Regions from separate parts of the Rattus norvegicus genome. Here region 2 is linked to region 1. A link is a contact called in public Hi-C data. All regions are on one chromosome and are shown on one strand. The core of a region is the stretch at or near the end of the contact, and the rest is flanking DNA. Distances in the headings are between cores, read along the strand shown.

Evidence for each region. A called contact is a pair of places that touch in the nucleus more often than the background predicts.
Region 2: a contact with region 1 is called in a Hi-C map of hepatocytes, with 1.8 times the contacts expected there. The contact joins the promoter of Snrpe here to the promoter of Sox13 in region 1. A contact is called at or near these places in 6 of 12 Hi-C or Micro-C datasets (Schwann cells, hepatocytes, liver and 2 more) and 1 of 1 datasets of contacts at active chromatin or transcription factors (oligodendrocytes).

What each region holds. Positions count from the first base shown.
Region 1 is chr13:47,425,445-47,432,371 of GRCr8, reverse strand. It overlaps Sox13 (SRY-box transcription factor 13), which reads left to right and starts at 4,800. Exons shown (of 14, transcript NM_001105952.1): 1 at 4,800-5,142.
Region 2 is chr13:47,603,330-47,610,795 of GRCr8, reverse strand. It overlaps Snrpe (small nuclear ribonucleoprotein polypeptide E), which reads left to right and starts at 1,545. Exons shown (of 5, transcript NM_001271237.1): 1 at 1,545-1,613; 2 at 2,045-2,071; 3 at 2,821-2,883; 4 at 5,135-5,213. The coding sequence starts at 1,560. LOC134481497 (a long non-coding RNA gene) reads right to left here and starts at 1,475. Exons shown (of 2, transcript XR_010057007.1): 1 at 1,335-1,475.

The DNA.
Region 1 (6,927 bases), core at 3,551-6,050:
ATGAAAGATTCACCTATCAATAAAAAAGTTATGGCCAATGAGCTGAGGCAGGATTAGGAGGTGGGACATCTGACAGAGAGAGATAGAATTTGGGGAAATAGTCAGGTGTGAAAATTTGCTTGAGAACATTGGAAGAAACAGTCACCAACCACATGGCACTCATAGGATAGAATAGATGGGTAATTAAGGTATAAGCTAGGCAGAGAGCAGCCCTAGTTTTGGCCTAGGCAATTATTCACAATAATTCAGTCTCAGAGTCGTTATTTCAGGAAGGAAGGATGGTGGTTAGATATGTGCCTTGAATCACTGGGTAGGCTGTGGTACCATTAGTTGGTGTGATGTTTATTCCTGGTTGTCAACTTGACTACATCTGGAATGAACTGTAATCCGGAAACAAAGCGCACAAACAGAGGCTGGAAAACACAGGCTTTTGATTCGGATCTTGACATGCAATGACACTCACTTTTGATCCTGATCGTGAGGCATAGTGGCCGTGAAAAGCTTAGACTCAGGCAAGATAGTATATGCCTTTATTCCCAGGAGACTGAGGCAAGGAGATCTAAGTTCAAGGTCAGCGTGGGACAGAGCAAGTTCCAAATCCAAGTGTGGTGGTACACACCTTTAATCTGGGCCATATCTTCTGCTGGGGGCCTATATAAGGACAATAAAAAAGGAAGAGCCCATTTTTCTTTGCCTGCTTGTACTTGCTTGCCAGCACATCTGTTGGAACCTACTTCTTCAGGATTCCAGCTTATACAGAAGACCAGCTGAAACACCCAGCTTCGTGTGACTGAACAACTTCTAGATTATTTTTTTTTTAACAGTAAAGCCTTTATTTCTTTATGGTGAGAATATCAACTTCTTGATTCTTGGACTTACCATTCACAGCTGACCTTAAAGCCTGTAAGTCATTCTAATAATTTTCCTTAGTATATAGAGCCATTCCATAACTTCTGTGACTCTAGAGAACCCTAATACAGTTGGGATAGAAGAAAACAAAAGTTAGGCCTGTGGGGTCGGAGGGCAAGGGGGAGAGTGTGTGATTTGCCTAGGAGAAGGAATTAGTAATCCTAGTTACTCTGGTTGTGAGGGAAAATAGTCATGAGTTCAAGGCCAGCCTTGGTAACTTAATGTGACTCTGTCTCAAAATTAAAAACAAATACAAAGAAGGAAGGGGCTGGGACTATAGCTTAAGTAAGGGCAGCTTTTGCTTGTCCAGCATACAAGAGCTCCTAGATGGTTTAATCACAGATGGTATGGAGAGGGTAGGTGAGTCATTGGTCCATAGTACCACTGGGAATGAATCAAAGAAATTTGTCTTAAGTGCCACCATTTTGTTTTCAGACTCCACTTTCACCATAGAGTGAAACTAAGTTCAAGGTCCCAGGCTCTAGAGGAGCTGAGGACCTCCTAATAGCTGACCAGTTTCCATTATTCATCGTTTGCGCCCCCAAACATAATGATTGCTCCTCGCCACAAAAGAACAAATAGATTTGATTGGTTGGACTGTAAAACCTACATTCTGTATCGATTGACATAGACCAACCCACAAAGAGAAAGTCCCATCCCTAAATCCTGATTGGTGGGAAAATGTAACTGTAACTTGGCTCAGGTGTTTGTGGTTTTCAGGCTTAAAAGCTCTGAAACATTGTAGCTCGTGGTCACAATTCAGCTCCCTAGTCGGCTTGATTACCTTTTTGTCATTCTGGATTGGTGTTTAGACCCCTTAACAGTACACAGCAACATTTTGAAAACAGATAAAATTTCATCTTGGGGGACTGGAGATGCGGCTCAGTTGGTAGGGTGGTGTCCTCGTACACAAGAGAATCCTAGTTTCCATCCCCAGCCTCACACAAACCTGCTCATGCTGTGCGCTCCTGTAATCTCAGGAGGACCTGAAATTGAAGTTCAGCCTATAGAATTTGGGGATAACCTAGGCTATATGAGCCCTTGTCTCAAAATGATTTTTTTCCCCATCTTAGGATAGAAGGTAGACAAGCAGGAAATCGAGGCATGGAAGGGCATCTCGGAAGACCCGGCCCCTGGACGCAGTGCAGAGGAAGGGCACAAACAAGGGAGGCTGAGAGAGAACAAGCGTCCAGGTTGGAGACTATTCTGGAATGGGTGGGGGTGGGGGTGGTGCAGAATGAGTACTACAAGGATTGAGTTAGGGGTTGGGGATTTAGCTCAGTGGTAGAGCGCTTGCCTAGGAAGTGCAAGGCCCTGGGTTCGGTCCCCAGCTCCCGGAAAAAAAAGAACCAAAAAAAAAAAAAAAAACAAGGATTGAGTTAAAGGCATACGTCTGGTGCTGTGGTCAAAGGAAAGACCTAGCATCTTCTGTTAGTTTCCTCCCTCCACTTACTGTCTCTAACTTGAACTTCATTCCCCCCGCGCCCCCCCAGAATGGTGCCAAGGATACAGGAGCTCTCTGGCAGTGAGTGTGAGAGATGAGAACATGTACCTCTCAGCTCCCTGACGCTAGGCTTTTTTTTTTTTTTTTTTTTTTTTACTTTGTCTTAACTTACATGATGTCGTTGATAATGATGGTGACGATGATGACAGTGTCTCACCGTGTAGACCAGGCTGCTTCCAACTCATAGAGATCTACCTGCCTCTGCTTCCTGGAGCTGGGGTTAAAGGAGAGTAACTCCACACCCAGTTCAAACTCCATTTTTGCCTGTCTCTATCTGCTGTAGCTAATGGCAGGGACAGGGAGGGGCCCATAAAGAAGCTGACCAGAGGCCAGAGGGAAGCCACAAGGTATGGATGCACAGACATGTTGTCTGGGAGGAGGGAAAGAGGGTAGTAGAACTTAGATGAATTTTTACTGGCTTCTGAAATGATCCCACCCAGTCACCTAAAACCATATCCTTAATAGTTAATGTTGACTTTTCCCACCCCCCTAGTCCCATCTTAGCTCAGGCCTTTATCCTTCTGAAGTTCCTCACTGGCCTACCTCCATACCTCGGCTAGACTGATTTCATCAGAGCCCTGCTTAGAATCACTTTCTCTTTAGTCAGCCAACTGATAAACAGGAATGTATTAAGGGCCTGCTCTTTGCCAAGACCCATCTAGACACAAGGGATCTAACCGTGAACAAGAGGTGTATCCTTCCTGTCCCGAAGAGTTTAGCATTTCTTTTCTTTTTCTTTTTTTTTTTTTTTTTGGTTCTTTTTTTCCCCGGAGCTGGGGACCGAACCCAGGGCCTTGCGCTTCCTAGGTAAGCGCTCTACCACTGAGCTAAATCCCCAGCCCCAAGAGTTTAGCATTTCATGTTGTAGACAGGCAAATGACCTGTGGGTTCTCAGAGCCCATGGATGGAGCTCCTGGCCATGATTTGAAACTCAGGAAAGATTTCCTGAGAAGTTGATATCAGACTGAGACCCAAAAGATAGAAGACTATAAAAAAGGAGTTGTCATCCAAGCAGGGAAGCAGGGACTGATGAAATGTTCCCATCCTGTGGAATCTTCCCGGCTGGCCACCTCTCCAGACAATTGGCATTCCTTCAACCAGCCCTGTTCCCACAGGTCCCTAAGACCCAATTCAAACTGTGGCCTCTCTAAAGGAGACTCAGACACCAGTCCTTTAGCATCCTTGGTAAACCTTATGGCTCTAACACTTTCTAGAACTGGAGTTGACCCATTCCTTCACACGGGAATCCATGGCTGCCGCTGTGTCATCTTGGTGATCCCTGGCATCTGCTTGGGTCAGGTCTGGTGTAGACATTCAATAGATGGGCTGATTAAGGCGAGTCCGTTCTTCAAACATGCCTTCCTCCTAAACGGGGCAGGAGGAAATGAAGGACTTATTGGAGATTCTGAAAAGGATAGGGCTAGGGAGTGGTTGGAGACTTTACGAAGCTGTCAGAGATTAGAACAGGTTAAAGCAGGTCTTTCCAACCCCCTCAGGCTGATTTCAAATTGAGATTCTCCTGCCTCAGCTTTCCTGGTATTGGTATTACAGGCACGAGACACTCCCAGTCCCAAGTGTAGCTCTCAAGTACAATTTTTTTTTTGTTCTTTTTTTTTTTTTTTTTTCCGGAGCTGGGGAACGAACCCAGGGCCTTGCGCTTCCTAGGCAAGCGCTCTACCACTGAGCTAAATCCCCAACCCCTCAAGTACAATTTTTTAAAAACTCAGTCCAACACTGACCCAGGTGGAGCATGCCTTTAATCCTAGCATCCTGGAGGGAGAGCCAAACAGGTTTCTGTGAGTTCGAGGCCAACCTGATTTACCAGTGAGAAAAATAAAGTTCAATCCAGGGTCTCTGTTTGGAGGAGGCTGTGAACTGGACAAACACCTTCTTAGGGCTTGTTAAAAGAAATTAAGATTCTCTGTAGCAACTCTCAAACCTATATCGAGGGAGTGGGCAGAATTCATCTTTTTCCTCCTATTTTCTTTACCCAGTTGGAGAACCTCTGCTGTCCGCTTCCCAGCACAGGTCTCCAGCTGTTGAGGCCTGGCTGGACCAGCTGCTGGGAGGAGGAGGAGGAAGCTCTGTCCCTCCCTCCTCCATCTCCACACCCTCCCTCCTCCCCCGCCCGTTCGCGCCCTCCCTCCCTCTTTCTCCTCGGAGGCTGAGTGGCTTTCGCAGAAGCGAGCGGCGAGCGCCCTGCTCCAGTCCCGCCTGGGAACTGAAGTGTACGAGCGCGGCTCCTGGAAGCCGAGCTCCTGAGCGGCCGGCGGAGGTCGAAGGCCGGGGCGGCGCGCTCAGCTTCGGAGGCCCTGGCTTTTGACCGAGCGGGCTCGGAACTGCGCGGAGGGACAGAGCGCACTGCCCGCCGGCCTGGCCGGCGCAGCGGCCGGGAGTCCGGGAGCCGGACTGCGGAAGGGAGCACGGCTGCGGCCAGCCGAGGGCAGAGGGCAGAGTGCCGAGCGGCCTGGCTCGGCGGAGGGCGCCGCCCGACCCGTCCTCAGCTCGGCGCCCGCGACGGTGGCCAGCGGAGCCTGGCGGGCCGCGGATCCTGAGCGCTTCCAGCCCACGGTGGGGGGCGTGCCTCCGCCCGGCCGCGCCGCCCCGGCCCGCTGCCCGCCGCGTTGCCTGGGCATGTGAGCGGGAAGGCCAGGCTGCTGGCCGCCGGGACGCACTGAACAGGAGCCGGAGCACGGAGTTGCGACCCCGGGCCAGCGCCCGACCGATTAGTAAGTGCGCCCCTCCGCGCCGCGCGCCCATCACCCCAACCTCGCGAAGTTTGACACGCGCGCCCCCGCGTTCCAAGGGACACGCTGGCTCTGTTCCGCGCGACTTTCCATCTTGGGCAAAGTTTTGCCAGGCGGCGCCGATCCTACCGGACCCCTCACAACGCCTGCCGGTGGCGCCGCGCTGATCTCGCGTCCCTTTGGAGGGCAGTGGCCGCAGGCCGTTGGGGGTGGCGTGCGCGCGCCACGCGAGCCGGGCTTCGGGGGTCTTCTACCCGCCGGCCCTTTGCGACCCGCCGGCCCTAGGTCTTTCTCCCCAGCCCGACCATCGCGCCCAGTTTAAGTACTCCCAGCCCCAGCTTAGGTATCCGCGTGCGAGCCCCACGTGGGGCTCGGGTACCCGCAACGCGGAGCTCCGGCCATGGGCCGCTGGGGTCCAGCGCGCGCCCTTCCCACGGCTCCGGTTCATTCCCCGCGGACCAGCCGGGAGACGCCTCCCGTTTTTCAGCCGTTGCTGCTCTTGTCTCTTCTCTACTCCAGCCTGCCCTTTGCCACCTCTACGTCCCACGGTGGAGTGTCGGAGGAGCGCCTTTCAACCCTCCTTTTCACGGTAGAAATAAATTGAGCACAGGGCTGATGGGATGGGGGGGGGTGGTCGCGTAGTCCCAGCGGTTCGCCATTGTTTTCCCACCCCACGTTCGGTACGTAAACACACACTCACGCGAGTGTGTTTGTGTGTGCGTGCGTGTGTGTGCACGCGCCGGCTGCGGCTGCTCAGATTCCCCAGGAGCTCTAGGGTCGCCCGCGGGATCTTCCCGCAGCCAACCTACATATCCTGGCAGGAGGTGCCCCATTACTTGAAGCTTGGGGGTGGGGTGGAAAGGGACCGGAGAGTGGGAGCTGCCCCAGAGTCCTTGGCAAAGCCGGGGGGGGGGGTCCGGCCTGGGTTGGGCGTGAATTTTGAACTTCAGCCCTGGATCTTTCCGGGAGGACCCCGGGCGCTCGAGCGTCGGCTCCCGCCTGGGAGGGTCCCCAGCAGCTGGCGCTCTTGGCAGCATCTCTGTGACAAGGGCTTAGAGGAAACCGAGGAGTTTTCCTGGGAAGTTTGCTTTAGCTCTGTGGGAATTTCCGGGCCCGGCGCCTCCGCGCTGGCGCTGGCGAAGGGGTCTGACCTAAGGCAGTCCGAGATGCTTCCACTCGGTGCAAGGTTCCCAGAGATCGTCTCCAACCTCTTGGTGGGGTTGGAAGTCCTTCTCTGGGTGTTAGATTCAGCACACTTGGGTCTTGTTCCTGGCCGCTTGGTCTTGGCAGTGTCCAAACATCGTCCATACTTTCTCCGATTAAAGAAAAGGCGGATTTGTGCATCTATCTTTGAAACTGGCGTATGTTGATGATTTGAAGGATACTGGTTGGTTTGGAAGGCCTGTACCACAGAACGCTTGGTAGCCTTGTAGTTAGAACCAGGAAGCTGGAGTTGTACCAGTGCAGCCACTGATGGTGCCTCCATGGGCAGTTGAACCCAACTCTCTTGCTCAGGTTACTTATCTGTAAAATGAGGTTAAATTCTGACAGTATCCACCTCGTGGGGGTGGTTTTAAGGATGAAAAGACCGAATGCAATCTCAACGCTGTACTGCACACAGTAAATGCTCGGCAACTGTTAGCGGTTGGAATTGGAATGTAACTTAGTGGAAGAGCACTAGCTCAACGTGCAGGAAATCCTACGTATTATATATTCAGTATGTGCATTTGGGAAGTTAGCTGTTTATTATTAGTAACTATATTTGCA
Region 2 (7,466 bases), core at 296-2,795, 180 kb before region 1:
GAGCTTCCTTATCAGAAAGAGAATATTTAAATAAATGCTAAATATCAAACATTATAAAATATTAGATAATGTTTGAACCAGGCCAGAAGCCCCGTCATAACAGAAAACTGAGTAGGCTTGCCTACTAATGTAGGGACATTTAATCAGTCCCTTTTCTTGCTAGTTGCGTTATGGGGTGGGGGTCTCTAACAGAGACCAGGCTTTAACATACACACACATCCGGATGGCTCCTGACTTACAATTCTTCATCCTAAAGATGGTGCGAAAGCAATATGAATTCCATAAAACTCAAGACTTTGCATTTCAAATTTTGATCCTTTCCCTGGTAAGCTGCTCCAGATACTTTCTGGTGAGGTGGGGGCAGCTGCAGCTTCGAGAAAGGCTGATTTGTGGTGTTGGTGTCGAGTAGGCTAGGCATAGACATTTTCCCCCATTTTATGTGTGCATGTCTGTGTATATGCACATCTGCATGTGGAGTCTGAAGGATGTCATCAAGTGTCCTTCTGAGCCACTCCTCATCATATCCTTTGAGTCAGGGACTCTCATTGAACTTGACGATGGAGCTAGAGGAGTTGGCCATCACGCCCAGGTGTCCTCCTGTCTCTGCAATCCCAGTGCTGGAATTACAGGCACGTCATTTTGTGTAGGTGTTGGTGACTGACCTCATGTCCCACCTACTGAATCATCTCCCCTGGATCGTAGGTATTTGTATTAAATGCATTTATTTATTTATTTATTTATTTATTTATTTATTTATTGACTTACATTTCCAACTTTTGAAACAAGGCCTCATGTAGCTTAGACAGATCTGGAATGTACTATTTAGCAGACGGCCTTAAGCTAATACTCTTGCTTGAGCCTTCCACAAGCTGAGATTACAGTGAGTGCAAATTCCGTACAGTTCAAGGAATATTTGTGCACTACTGCCTCCTTGAATCTTCACACACACACACACCCCTTGCCGGATGGAGATGGTGAGGCCTAGTCACTTATTATCAGTGGTCACACAACTAAGAGGAATTTTGAGCCCAACAAGCCAATCAGTTGGATTGCCATCTTGGGTTACCAGCTCAACAGTAACTCTCCATAAAGGTGATGAGGGTTGAATCTGTTATTGAGCAAACCACAGCTACATCACTGCTTTGGGCATGACAATCCAGACGCTCTGGGGCCCAAAACGAATAAGGGAAGTCTGCAGATGGTTTTGGACAATATGCCGCCCGCCTGGAGGCCACCAGACCTAAAATCCAGAGCAATTCTCAGAATAGCACCTAAGCAGAGGCAAACCTCTCAGTACAGGCGCCTGGCCGAAGCCCTGAGCGCCTTCAGCCTACCTCCAGGTGGCGCTGTAGGACAGACCTCGGTTTCAAAGAGCGGTGGACTCGGAAGGCGGCCGGCGGAGGCTATAAGCATAGAGAAAAAGCGGCTCCGTGGCTAGAGAGGCGTTTCCTAGCCACTGGCCCGCCGACGACTACAGGCACTTCCGTTTCCAGGTCTTGCTTCCGGAAGTCGCTTGCTGAGGCGGTCTTCCTATTCGTGTGGTCTTTGTGACTTCCACCATGGCGTACCGCGGCCAGGGCCAGAAGGTGCAGAAGGTGATGGTGCAGCCCATCGTATCCTCCGCGGCGTGAACTCTGGGCTTTGGGTCCGTAGGCGCTGTGAGCGTGGGCGGGGAACAGGGCAACCTGGTACGGGCCGCTTCCCGTGAGGCCCCGGGGCGTACTGAGGAGGCCGGAAAGCGCGCGGAGTTGAAGGGCCGCGGGAGGCGGGCTCGGGTGTACTGTGGCGGGCATGCGGTACGGAATGGAAGTGGGGTCGACAGAATAGGAGAAGAGGATGTGGGTCATCAGGAAGTTTTGAGAAACGAGGCCGGTGGGGAGGGAGTGCCTTTCGAGTTTCTAGTGCATCCCGAGTGCTTGCTGCAGATGGACACTAGTGCTTGCGTGTGTAGCCCGGCCTGGCCTTAGGGCGCTGGAGAGTCAGACAAGATTGGGAGCAGAGTAACTACTGTTTGTATGTTTTCCTTGATCGCTGTGGTACACAGAACCTTATCTTCAGATACTTGCAAAATGTACGTAAGTTACTTGTTTCCTTATTGTTATTGAAATGAAGGTTGGGCCTATTTGATTATTTGTATCAACTTCTCTGATCCTAGTGCTTAGACTTAAAAATTGAGGGTTGGGGGCACCACAGTTGAGGATAAGGTCCCAGGGAAAGCGCTAATTAATAAAATGGTGTATGTCCATGCCTAATTTAAGCATGCACACAGTTACCATTATTCTCCAAGAACAAAATCATTGATTTCATAGAATTTGTCATCGGAGTTAGCAGTGACAGGTGTATATTGCTTTTTCCTTAGTAGCACTTAAAATGGAGAGAAGACACAAAAAAGGTGGGGGGTGTGGTGGTGGGGGAGTTAGATACAAAGAAACTAGTGGCAAATGGTCTTCTTTGGGGAGATTTTCACGGTATTTTTAGAGTGTTACAACACAAATGAAAAACAGTTTTAAGCGATTGTAATTTTTAATCGTCAGATTTGCTTTGTGCTGTCCTGTGACCAGTTTAAACTGTAAATGTATTCATGCCAGAAGCAAAAATAAATTTTCAGAGTAGGAAAATTTGTTTGAACAGCCCAGTTGGAGCATTTGTTAAATGTTTCTCAGCAGATTCACCAGAGTTGCTAGCTCTTAGATGTAGACTAACTATTTCTAACTTTTGGCTTATATTCATTGGCATTTTTAAGGTAAGTCATTTATTGTGGAGTCAAAGTAATGGGGTGGGATCTGTTTACTGTTTCTAAAACCGTTATTTTTATTTCAGAGATCTCGAATTCAGGTGTGGCTGTATGAACAAGTGAATATGCGGATAGAGGGTTGTATTATTGTGAGTATCCAGGCTATTTTTCCTCTGGATGTTATCAGAAAAAGACATCTCAGAAGATGGCCAGAAAGAGCAATATATACAAGGAGTCAAGGACCCAACTCAAGAAAGCTCTTCAGAACTTGAGTTTTATTTATTTAGCCTCCTCTCCTTGCTTTGGTTGATAGGGTTAGATAGTACTTTTTTTTTTTTCCTTTTTTTCGGAGCTGGGGACCGAACCCAGGGCCTTGTGCTTGCTAGGCAAGCGCTCTACCTCTGAGCTAAATCCCCAACCCCAGATAGTACTTTTCTTAAAGGGAAGAAAGAGTTAAACTTTTAAGAAGAGCTTAGTTTGTGAGGAGAAGGAACAAAAAAATCAAAATGAGAGGGGGATGGGGAGTGCTAGAGGACGGTGATTCTGGATTAGATAATCCCTGAAGAGAACTGGTAGGGTTAGATGAGACTTCAGCTTTTTGTTTGGTGCTAGGGATCAAACCCGGGTTTTGTGGATACCAAGCACCTGCTCTACCACACAGCTACAATCTCAATAGGTTTTTGTTGTTATTTTAGATTTATTTGTCTGAGTGTTTTGCCTGTGTGTGTTTAGTGCCCAAACAAGTCAGAAGTTGTCGGCTCACCTGAAGATGGGTGGTTCTTAGCCTCCGTGTGGGTGCTGGGAACCAAACCTGGGTTCTTTGCAAGAGCAGCAAGGACTCTTAACCACCGCACCATCTCTCCAATCTCTGTTGTTTCTTTGTGTGAGGCAGTCTTATAAGAGAGACTTAACACATGCAAATCCTCTTGTCTGACCTTCTACAATGTTAAGATTGTGGAAACTTTAAAAAAAAAATTCTTTTTAAAGCTTTATTTATTTTTATGTGTGTTGGTGTTCTGCCTGCCATTATTTGTGTGAGGGTGCCAGATCCCCTGAAACTGGCGTTATCAACAGATTGTGAGCCGCCATGTGGATGCCAGGAATTGAATCTGGGTCCTCTGGAAGAGCAGCCAGTGTTCTTAACCACTGAACTATCCATTGTTAATTTGGAGGCAAGAGATTGCTGTGTAGCCCAGTAAGGCCTTGAACTTTTGATCCTACCTCAGCCTCCTGAGGTTTATAGACATGTGTTACCCATGTTCAGCCTCACTTTTTTTTTTTTTTTTTTTGACAGTGGTGGTAGAGGAGTTTTATACATATTCATGTGTGTGGGTATATATGCAAGAGGTATCTTTTATTGCTCTCTGCTTTTTTGAGACAAGATCTCATGGAGCCTAGAACTCATGAACTTGAGAAGACTAGTTGGCCAGCACTAGGTATAGCTGTATACCACTGTGCCCTGCTTTGTTTGAGTGGTAGAGATTCAAACTCATGATTGCATGTACAATTGAAGTGTCTCTCAAGTACAAGTACTTGATATCTTGTAGATACCAAGAGTGTCTATCAATAATCTCCTAGCAGTTGGTGAGCAAGCACAGTAGTTAGTGGAAGTCGTGTTTGTGAGGAACATGGGAGAGCAGTGGCAGAAGGTAGTCTGTGAGTGCACATACTGGATTGGGTAGTGTCCAGCAGGCTTACCTGGTGAATGTTTTCCTCTAAGAGGTTGAAGTATTTTGGATCTCATTCTAGCTTTCTTTGTTATTTAAAAAGAGGTAGACTGGGATGCAGCTTAGTAGTAAGCCACTTGCCTAATGTGTAGAAGACCCTGGGTTAATCCTCAAACACCATCTCTGCCCAAAAAAATATTGAAAATGCCCCAAGAATTGGGCATGTCACATTTGACCAGGCGTGGTGGCACACACCTGTAGTCTCAACACTTGGAATGGAGAGAGATAGGAGGATTAGGAGTTTGAGGCTTTCCTTGACTGTATGGGAAGTTTGGGGCCAACTTAGGCCACATAAGACACTGTCTCGGAAATAAGGGGCTCAGCAGATAAAAGCATTTACTATTCTCGCAGAGGACCAAGTTCAGTTCCCAGTGTACACCTTCGATGGTCACAACTGCCTGTACTTCTGGCAGGTGGATTAGTGCCTCTGCCCTCCTTAAGCACCTATACTAAGGTGCACAGATGCATCCAGAAATAAACACACATGTAACAGAAACAAAATGAAAAACTTTAGAAATACAAATAAGTTAATAAGAAGATGCTTTAGGTGTTTGGGTTGACAAATCAGTGATAGCATAAAATTCTAAAATTAATTGGTATTTCTGAATCTAATTATTCTTTTAGAATGGTCTGATGCGATTTACTTGAAAATGATTGTCAATTGACTTTCCAGGGCTTTGATGAGTACATGAACCTCGTATTAGATGATGCAGAAGAAATTCATTCTAAAACAAAGTCAAGAAAACAACTGGGTAAGGATATAGTTGGCTTTACAGATTTCTGCTTATTTCACTGGCAGACTTGAAAGGCCTGTAGCTGAATTCATGTTTAAATTTATAAAGTTGTGTTTGAAGGAAAAAGCACACTTCCGAATTCATCTTCCTGCCACTTATTCTGTAACCCACTCCTTTTTTTTTTTTTTTTTGTTTTGTTTTATTTTGTTGATTGATAGGGTCTCATGTAGCCCAGGCTAGTCTCAGTCTTGCTAAGGATAACAAATTGAACCCCTGGCCTTCCTGCCTCCCCCTTCCAAATTCTAGGATCATAGGCATTGCAACCATGCCTGGCCAAGAATGTTAAATTTAATGGTTGTTACTCATGTTCACTTATATTTAACATTAAATAGAACTTGACACAGTTGAATACTTCCTTACAATACTTTGATCTCCTAGGTCTGTGACATGGTACATGAGTTGTTATTACTCATCTTTGGTTTTTTCTTTTCAGGTTTCTTTATATTCATCTTTTTTACCCAGCCATTAAATATTTGGGGCTGGGTTCTAGCTCACCTTTTTTTTTTTTTTTTTTTTTTTTTTTTCTTTTTTCTTTTTTTCGGAGCTGGGGACCAAACCAGGGCCTTGCGGTTGCTAGGCAAGCGCTCTACCACTGAGCTAAATCCCCAACCCCCTCACCTTTGACAGTCTTCCCCCTAGGCCAGCAGTTCTCCACCTTTGAGGGTTGAACAGTTGTTTACTTTACAATTCATAGCAGCAGCAAAATTATAGTTAGAAAGTAGCAATAAGAATAATTTATTGTTGGGGGTCACCACAACATGAGGAGCTATTATTAAGGAGTTGCAGCAATAGGAAGGTTGAGAACCACTGTTCTAGCCACTTACTACGATCGATCTGCACATTGACTTCTTTCTTTATGTGTAGCCCAGACCTCCTCTCTGAACCTGTTTAAGGTTCCACGTGAAATGTTTCCAAGGCAGCTTGTCAGAAGCCAGTGTCATTTCCTGCTTACATACTGGTTAGAGTGGGTTTGGTGTTCACTTCCTAACTGAACAGCAGTTTCCACTACGTTTGCTAAATTATGTAGCTCCCTTACCCGTTTTAAGTTGCTCTCCAGACGTAGCCATCTTTTTGAAATGTTTGAAATTTTCCATCGTCTGTTTTTCCTATGAGTCTGACATTGTTGCATCTGACCTTATCTCTGCTCATCTTGGGTTGCACTGTCCCACTTTCTGAGCAGATACCATGCTTGTCTTTCAATTTGATTTTTGTTTTTTCCTTTCTGGTTGTTTTTTAGTTTTTCAAGAAAGGGTTTCCCTGTAATAGTCTTGGCTGTTCTGGAACTCTCTGTAGACCAGTCTGGCCTCAAACTCACAGATCCCTGCCTCCCCAGAGTGCTGGGATTAAAGGTGTGTGCCACCATTGCTCAGCTCTTCTTCTAGTTCCTTAAACCTGCACATTGGCCCACTTCCTGTTTGAGGTAGGATCTCCCGGTTCAGCCCTGGCTGGTCTTAATGCTGAGGTCTTGCTTCATTTTCTGAATGACAGTGTTACAGGGCTACCACACCGACGTCGCACTTGATTCCACCAAATACTTCTGTTTATGTTGTTCACTGATCAGGCAGCTTTCTCTAAGAAACCCAAATTTAATTTGTTTTCACTTGGGATGGGAGAGCACACGATGTGCTATGTTGAGTTTGAAGTTAATATTTATTTTATCGTTGTCTCTTTGTTAGACTGCATGCTCCATAAGTGTATGAGTCATGTCCTCTCTGGTTCCTGTAAGTGCAGTAACTTATTAGTGCTTGACACATAAACTCAGAAAAGCCCAGGTAACAAGAAGACCCATGGTCTCATTAAGAGATATTTTACTGAGGTCATGTTATCTTTTGTTAGAATAGTCAGTGCTCACTGACACATTTATTAATGATGGAGTGCAGGTATCGCTTTCCCAAACCCTAATGACCAAGGTTGGATAGCTGAAAGTAGCTCCTAGGAAATGACACTGTGTTTATTTGCTTCTGAGGTGCTCTAACTCTAGCCCAGGCTGTCCAGTCTTACCTTAGCCTTCCAGTACTGGGATTGCAGGTGCCCACTATCCCACCCAGCGAGAACTCGCAGTCTGCAGATGGAACTGAGATGTACACTGACAGACACTCATTCCTAAACCTTCATATAAATTTATTGTCAGGAGATCCTTTTCACTAAAACAGTGCTTTTTGTTCTGTTGTCACTGAAAGCCCAGTAGACCTGGTGGAAACCTTCAAAATA